Regions from separate parts of the Mus musculus genome. Here region 1 is linked to region 2. Evidence: chromatin contacts called from public promoter capture Hi-C data. All regions are on one chromosome and are shown on one strand. Each heading gives the region's core, a stretch centred on a gene start, on an enhancer-like site or on the middle of the called end of the contact. The rest is flanking DNA. Distances are from core to core; before and after follow the strand shown.

The links. Promoter capture Hi-C pulls out the DNA fragments that hold promoters and counts their contacts.
Region 1: a contact with region 2 is called in a promoter capture Hi-C map of pre-B cells. The contact joins the promoter of Zfp637 here to the promoter of Atg7 in region 2. A contact is called at or near these places in 1 of 39 promoter capture datasets (pre-B cells) and 1 of 484 Hi-C or Micro-C datasets (B cells).

The regions. Positions count from the first base shown.
Region 1 is chr6:117,839,173-117,842,503 of GRCm38.p6, forward strand. Zfp637 (zinc finger protein 637) reads left to right here and starts at 2,009. Exons shown (of 3, transcript NM_177684.3): 1 at 2,009-2,096.
Region 2 is chr6:114,641,676-114,644,552 of GRCm38.p6, forward strand. It overlaps Atg7 (autophagy related 7), which reads left to right and starts at 1,452. Exons shown (of 19, transcript NM_028835.5): 1 at 1,452-1,475.

The DNA of each region.
Region 1 (3,331 bases), core at 759-3,258, 3.2 Mb after region 2:
TTTTGGGGGGGAGAGGGTGGTTTGTTTGTTTGGTTGGTTGGTTGGTTGGTTTTTGGTTTTTCGAGACAGGGTTTCTCTGTATAGCCCTGGCTGTCCTGGAACTCACTTTGTAGACCAGGCCGGCCTCGAACTCAGAAATCTGCCTGCCTCTGCCTCCCAAGTGCTGGGAATAAAGGCGTGCGCCACCACACCCGGCTAACCTTTTTCTTATTTTTGTCCATTTTATCGTGGTTGCAAACGTCCTTTCCTACACTGAGATCATGATCACATTAATTCAGTTTTTCTTCTGGGTCTTTTGTGGATCTGTGCTTTATCACACATTTGATCCACGTAGAGGGTCTCCGCATAGGAGGTCATTTGAGCAGTTTCTTTATCCAAGTAGTGAGACTGTCATAACTAATGTCACTGTCTGAATTATCATTCCTTCCCCTAGTGATGTAAGGTACCAGGGATGGAGATGTCTGTAACAAGCATTTAAATACGCACTGGCAGAACTCACCCCTAGCCCTCACTCGGCACCCTCCCCCCTTCCTGATGCAAGTGTTAAGATGCAGGTGGTGGCTGAGGACTATGCCCCATTTAAGATCTTGGCAAGAACCATGTGTCTAGGGACTCTGATCTTTCAACCCCAATCGTAACCACTCTATCAAATGGATCTGGGCCAGTAAGATGGTGTGTAGGTAATAGTGCCTGCTGCCAAGTCTGATGACCTGAGTTCGATTCCCTGTAGGAAAGGGTGAGCCCACTCATACTAATGATTCTCTGACCTCCACAGGCACAGCAAGACACCCCTCACATCCACACACTAAACAAAATGGGATCTTTTTTTCCCAAAAAATACGTGTACCCAAGTCCTCAAGGCTGTTAAGAGAATCTTTGCAGATTTATGAAGGAAACATGAGTTCTTGTCTCCCCTGATGGCCCCCTTTTCCTACCGATGCTTTGTCAACTAAAACTTGTCCTAATCCCACATCTGGTCTCACAGAACAGAGATGTCCTGTGAAGTCAAATATTTCATCCAGTCTGACACATGTAATTCTGGGAAAGGAACAAGGGCACTGCAAGAGGAACATTTCTTATGGTCTCTTTCATTCAATAGGATAGCTAAATCTACCAAGGGAAGACTCTGGGGGAGGCTCACTACGAAAGAAGTCAAGTCAGGGCTCCAGGGTGAGACTAATGTCCTTTAGAAAAGCTATTAGAGGCAGGCAGTGGTGGTGCACGCCTTTAATCCCAGCACTTGGGAGGCAGAGGCAGGCGGATTTCTGAGTTCGAGGCCAGCCTGGTCTACAGAGTGAGTTCCAGGATGGCCAGGGCTATATAGAGAAACCCTGTCTCGAAAAACCAAAAAAAAAAAAAAAAAAAAAAAAAGGCTATTAGAAATGCATATAAATAAATGCAGTCGATGGACGTTTAAGGCATCTTAAAAGAGATTTTATTGAATGGATGCTCAATTTCATCCACGCCCCTCTCAGGACCAAAAGGGCTACTCTCCCATCTCTAATAACTAATTTTAGAGTGTTCAAATCTCAACCCTTGTGTCATTAACTTCTTCAGTTAGGAAGACAATGTTAGTGTCCACTCAGGGAATACTGTTCCCTCGAGTTCCCTTGGCTCAGAAAGTCTCCCGGGCCCCGCGTAGGTGCCCTATGGGGTCCTGGAGCCGTCGGACCTGGGCTCCCCACAAGTGAGCGCCCTGGGTCGTACAACTAGTCGGGGTAGTACCTAAACTCCGAAGTCCTGCAGTGCCTCGTCCATCTTTTGGGTGAAAAAAAACTTATTACACGGACCAGAGAGTATTCCTGATTCTTTGTCCGAAATACTTGGTCCCGGCTCCTATAGGGAACCCTGAGTCTTCTGCAGTTTTAACGTCATAAGCATTCCCAAGCTTCAACCACCGCTCCTCCACAGGACGGCGCTCCCCAACAACCAGAAGCAGCCACCGCGTTTCTGCCGCAGCTCGGTCGCGGCGCTTCCCACAGTGCCTCGGGGCGCGCGCGGGCTCCTGGGAGTTGTGGTCCGGCGACGCGCAGCGTTGCAGCGGCTGCTACGGGCTCGGCGCCGGCTTTGTCTGTCTGCGGGCGCGCGCCGCTGCGGTGAGTGTTGCTGAGGCCGGGGCTGTGCGCCCGAGAGAGGGGGCTGTGTCTTGAGCCTGCTGCTCCGGCCAGGGCGCGTGAGCAGGCCAGGCTGGCCGTCCGGGCCAAAATCGCCAACCGCAGACAAGGGTGCGCTGGTCGGAGAGCGGGTGGGCCGCGGTGTGCTGCGGAAGGGTCCTGCTGCAATGTCGGGGTCCCTGGGAGGCTGGGGCCCCGCGAGCGTGGGAGGGGCCACAGGAAGGTCCAGCTAGGCCAGGAGAGCAGAGTTCACGCCTAGGGAGAGAGCCTAGCAGGGAGTGGCGTCCAGCGTGGGGGGAATTCATCCTCACCCAAAGCTCCTAATCGCACGTTAAATTGCCTCATTAGATTTTTCCCAAACCCTACAGATCACCCTGTCTGTCCTCCAGCCCTCTCTCCTGAAAAAGCACCATTTTAGGTCTTGGATTTGTAGGGCGTGTCTCAAATGTAAGAGATCCCTCACTTTCTGGTCCTCAGTTCTTCCGAGAGCTAGCTAATTGAGATAGTGTTAACTTGTTTACTAAGAGAAGAAACTGGAGTCGGGGCTGTTAGGTTGTTCTGCTACAGGGCATACACCGAGGGAAACAAGGCAAAAAATTCAAGTCTCTCGGGGCCTAATTCTGAGCTGTGGTAACATTTCTGATAGGAAAAGCAGCGTTTTGTGTTACGAAATCACTCTCTTTCAATATCTTCAAGAATTTGATTGCTCTGACTTGAACAGGTTCTTCCTTGACAATTTCCTGTTGTCAGTTGTCCTGCTATTAATCAGGGAGTCTGGAGACACAGCTGAGGCATGTTGGCTACTTCTTAGCAGGTAGAGGAGTTCAGGTATCTACCGTGTTCACTCATTTTGACTTAACCATGTTCTCTAGACACTCCAGAGACAAAAAAGTCCAGCCCCAGGGAGTAGCTACCATGTGCTTTTCTTTGTGAATCACAGGGGAGTTTTGTTGGCTTTATTTTTAATCAATAATATCTCTAAGTGAATGCATTTGCAGCATGACAGGGGACCCCTTTATAGCTTGTGTTCCAAGTTGGAAGTGAATCCTTCAAAGATTTCTTGACATCAGGCTATATAACTGAATGGATAGAAGGGTTAGCTATTTGGTTAATAAAATAGAAAATCGTACCATCAGATTGCTAATTCATTAAGCTAGGAATCCAGCATTTTGACCAGACATACTGAAACAAAGATTATACTGTACCACTATGTAAAC
Region 2 (2,877 bases), core at 202-2,701:
GTCTTCCATTCCAGTAGTTATTCCTTGTTCCCCAACTTCATGCCTTCTTCCTAACGCTCATTTTGTGGGGTTTTTTTTCTTATTTTTCAGAGTCTAAGATTATTTCCTGTCACTCTGACTCCAAAGTGTCTGTCTCTCTCTCTCTCTGTCTGTCTCTCTTTCTTTTTTCCAGGAACCACTTTCCATTTGTTTACTCTGCCCCCCCCCCCGTATAAGCTATAAGGCACACACACACACACACACACACACACACACACACACACACACACACCACCTTGTAATTTATCCATTAGAAATAGGAAACCCTTAATGTAAAAAAAAATCAATAAATAGTCCAAGATATTATGATGAATCCCTAGAGGCACTCCAAAGGCACTGTGTGCCAGGAAAGGTGTCCGTGGACTGCCATCTCAGCAATGGTGATGCGGTATCAGGATGCTTGCCTTGAGCTCTGATCATCCTGGACTATAGAACTAAATCAAGTCAAGTACACTCTTGTCGCTAAGGAAGTCACTCATGTGCAAGACTCCCCAGGCTAGAGCATTTCATTATGTTCATTATCCTGTCAAAAAAAAAAATGTTTTCCCAGTAGTAAGTTTTTTGTTCGTTTTATTTGTTTGTTTGTTTTGTTTGAGATAGTGTAGCCCTGGCTGTCCCAGAACTCACTACTCACAGATCCACCTACCTCTGCCTCCCAAATGCTGGATTTTTTGTTTTGTTTTGTTTTGTTTTGTTTTTCGAGACAGGGTTTCTCTGTATAACTCTGGCTGTCCTGGAACTCACTTTGTAGACCAGGCTGGCCTTGAACTCAGAAATCTGCCTGCCTCTGCCTCCTGAGGGCTGGGATTAAAATCTTGTGCCACCACGCCCAGCCCAAATGCTGGAATTTAAGACATATCCCACACCGTCTGGCCCATATTAGGTTCTTAAGAAGTGATTTTATAGTCACTGAAGTTGCTGGCTGCAGTAGCTTGGTGGATATTTTAGATTCTATTTGGTTTTCCAGAGTTATATTTGGTTGGGCAAGCTTTTAATCCCAGCACTGGGGCAAAGCAAAGGTAAGCAATCTCTGTTAGTTCGAGACTAGACTGATGTATATGTATACAGGTCCAGAACAGCCATGGCTATGTAGTGTAAATATGAGGAGGACATAACCTTTTTAAAAAATTAAAAATGCAAAAAATAAAAATAAACCTTGTTTCAACACCTGTACTCTAGTACTACCCTGGGAATTTGATAATAATTCCGTAGTACTGTAGAGTCACTCGCAGGAAAATGTAATCTTCCTTACAAGCCCCAAAAGGCTTACAGGTTAGCCTTAGTTTCGCCCCGTTATTGCGGTTGTGGGGACCCTTTTTGTCGTTGTTGTTGTAGTGCGCATGCGCGCCGCGCTTCCGCGTTTGTGTGGGCTGGGTTATTACGTCATTGGGCCGCGCGGCGCGGCTGGGGCTGTGGTTGCCGGAAGTTGAGCGGCGGTAAGTAAGCCGTGGTTGCGGAGCAGCTGCCGGGGCTGGCGGGGTTCACTTAGGAAAGCTGAAGCCAGTTTTGGGCTGGTCTGGAATATTCTTCACCTGTCTATACTCGGTCCCCTCGTACTCCGGCAGAGAGTGTTGCGATCTCCGGGTCGGGAGGCGCCTCTGGTTGCTCATTCTGTGAAGTGCTGCCTTTGGCGTGTGTGGACCGGCCACGGAGTAAGCTTGTGTCCCCGGACTGTGAAGGGACTTGATCTTGTTACTTATGAGGAGGACATAATTAAATCTTTTCTACTAGAGGTTCTGCATCCCCTTAAAGGACCCAGAGATTACAAATTAGTACTTTATAGGAAATCAGCCTGGTGAGGCAAATGCACTTGTCAGAAAGTTTCTGAGCCAGGCATGGTCGCGGAGAGAGGTGACCCCAGCCGCAGGGAACCTGAGCCAAGAGAACTGCTATTTAGAACCAGCCTAGGCAATCGGACACAAACCCTTTTGCAAACTGGAAAACGGGTGTGGGATGTAGTTAAGTCCCAGAGCGGTTCTTCAGCGTTCCAGGGTCCTGGGTTCAATTACCAGCACATGCCAAATTGAATTTGAGATGAGACCGAATCAACCTGCGTCTGCAATTTTATTTAATTCTTTAAAATTATTTGTAACTTTGAGTGCGTGTATGCGTGTGTGGTCTCATGCCTCCAGAGACAAGACATGGCGGACCCCAGCAGAAGTGGAGCTCCAGGCAAGCTGTGCCTGATATGGGTGCTGGAAACCCTACCCAGGTCTTTGTAAGCACTGAGTCGAGTCAGCTTTCCAGTATAAATTAATTTATTTTTTTAAGACTGAATGCCATGCACCCCATGCTGTCTTTGAACACTCAGTGAAGCAGAGGCCGGCCTTTGAGTTTTTATATTTCTACTTCCACCTCCTTGAGTCCTGGGATTACAGGTGTGTACCACTACGCCTGTTTTTCTGATGTGTTCCTGCATGCTGGGCATCATAATATCATGGACTATTTATTGATTTTTTTTTTTTTTTTACATCCAGGGTTTCCTATTTCTAATGGATAAATTACAAGACGGTGTGTGTGTGTGTGTGTGTGTGTGTGTGTGTGTGTGTGTGTGTGCCTTATAGCTTATACAGGGGGGAAACAGGGGTAAACAAATGGAAAGTGGTTCCTGGGGAAAAAAAAAGAGACTTTGGAGTCATATTGACAGCAAATACTCTATCATCACCTCAGAGCTTCACTCCCATATCAGGCATCCTATTTATAAATCCTGGTCACAAATGTGCTTTCCCTTTCAAACGTGCTAATTTGGTGGCTTTTTATGTTGGTTTGACTTTGTCTTTCTTTTTTTAAAACCCATGTAACTGGTAAACAGACCTGTCTGCCTTGTAGACTTGAGGG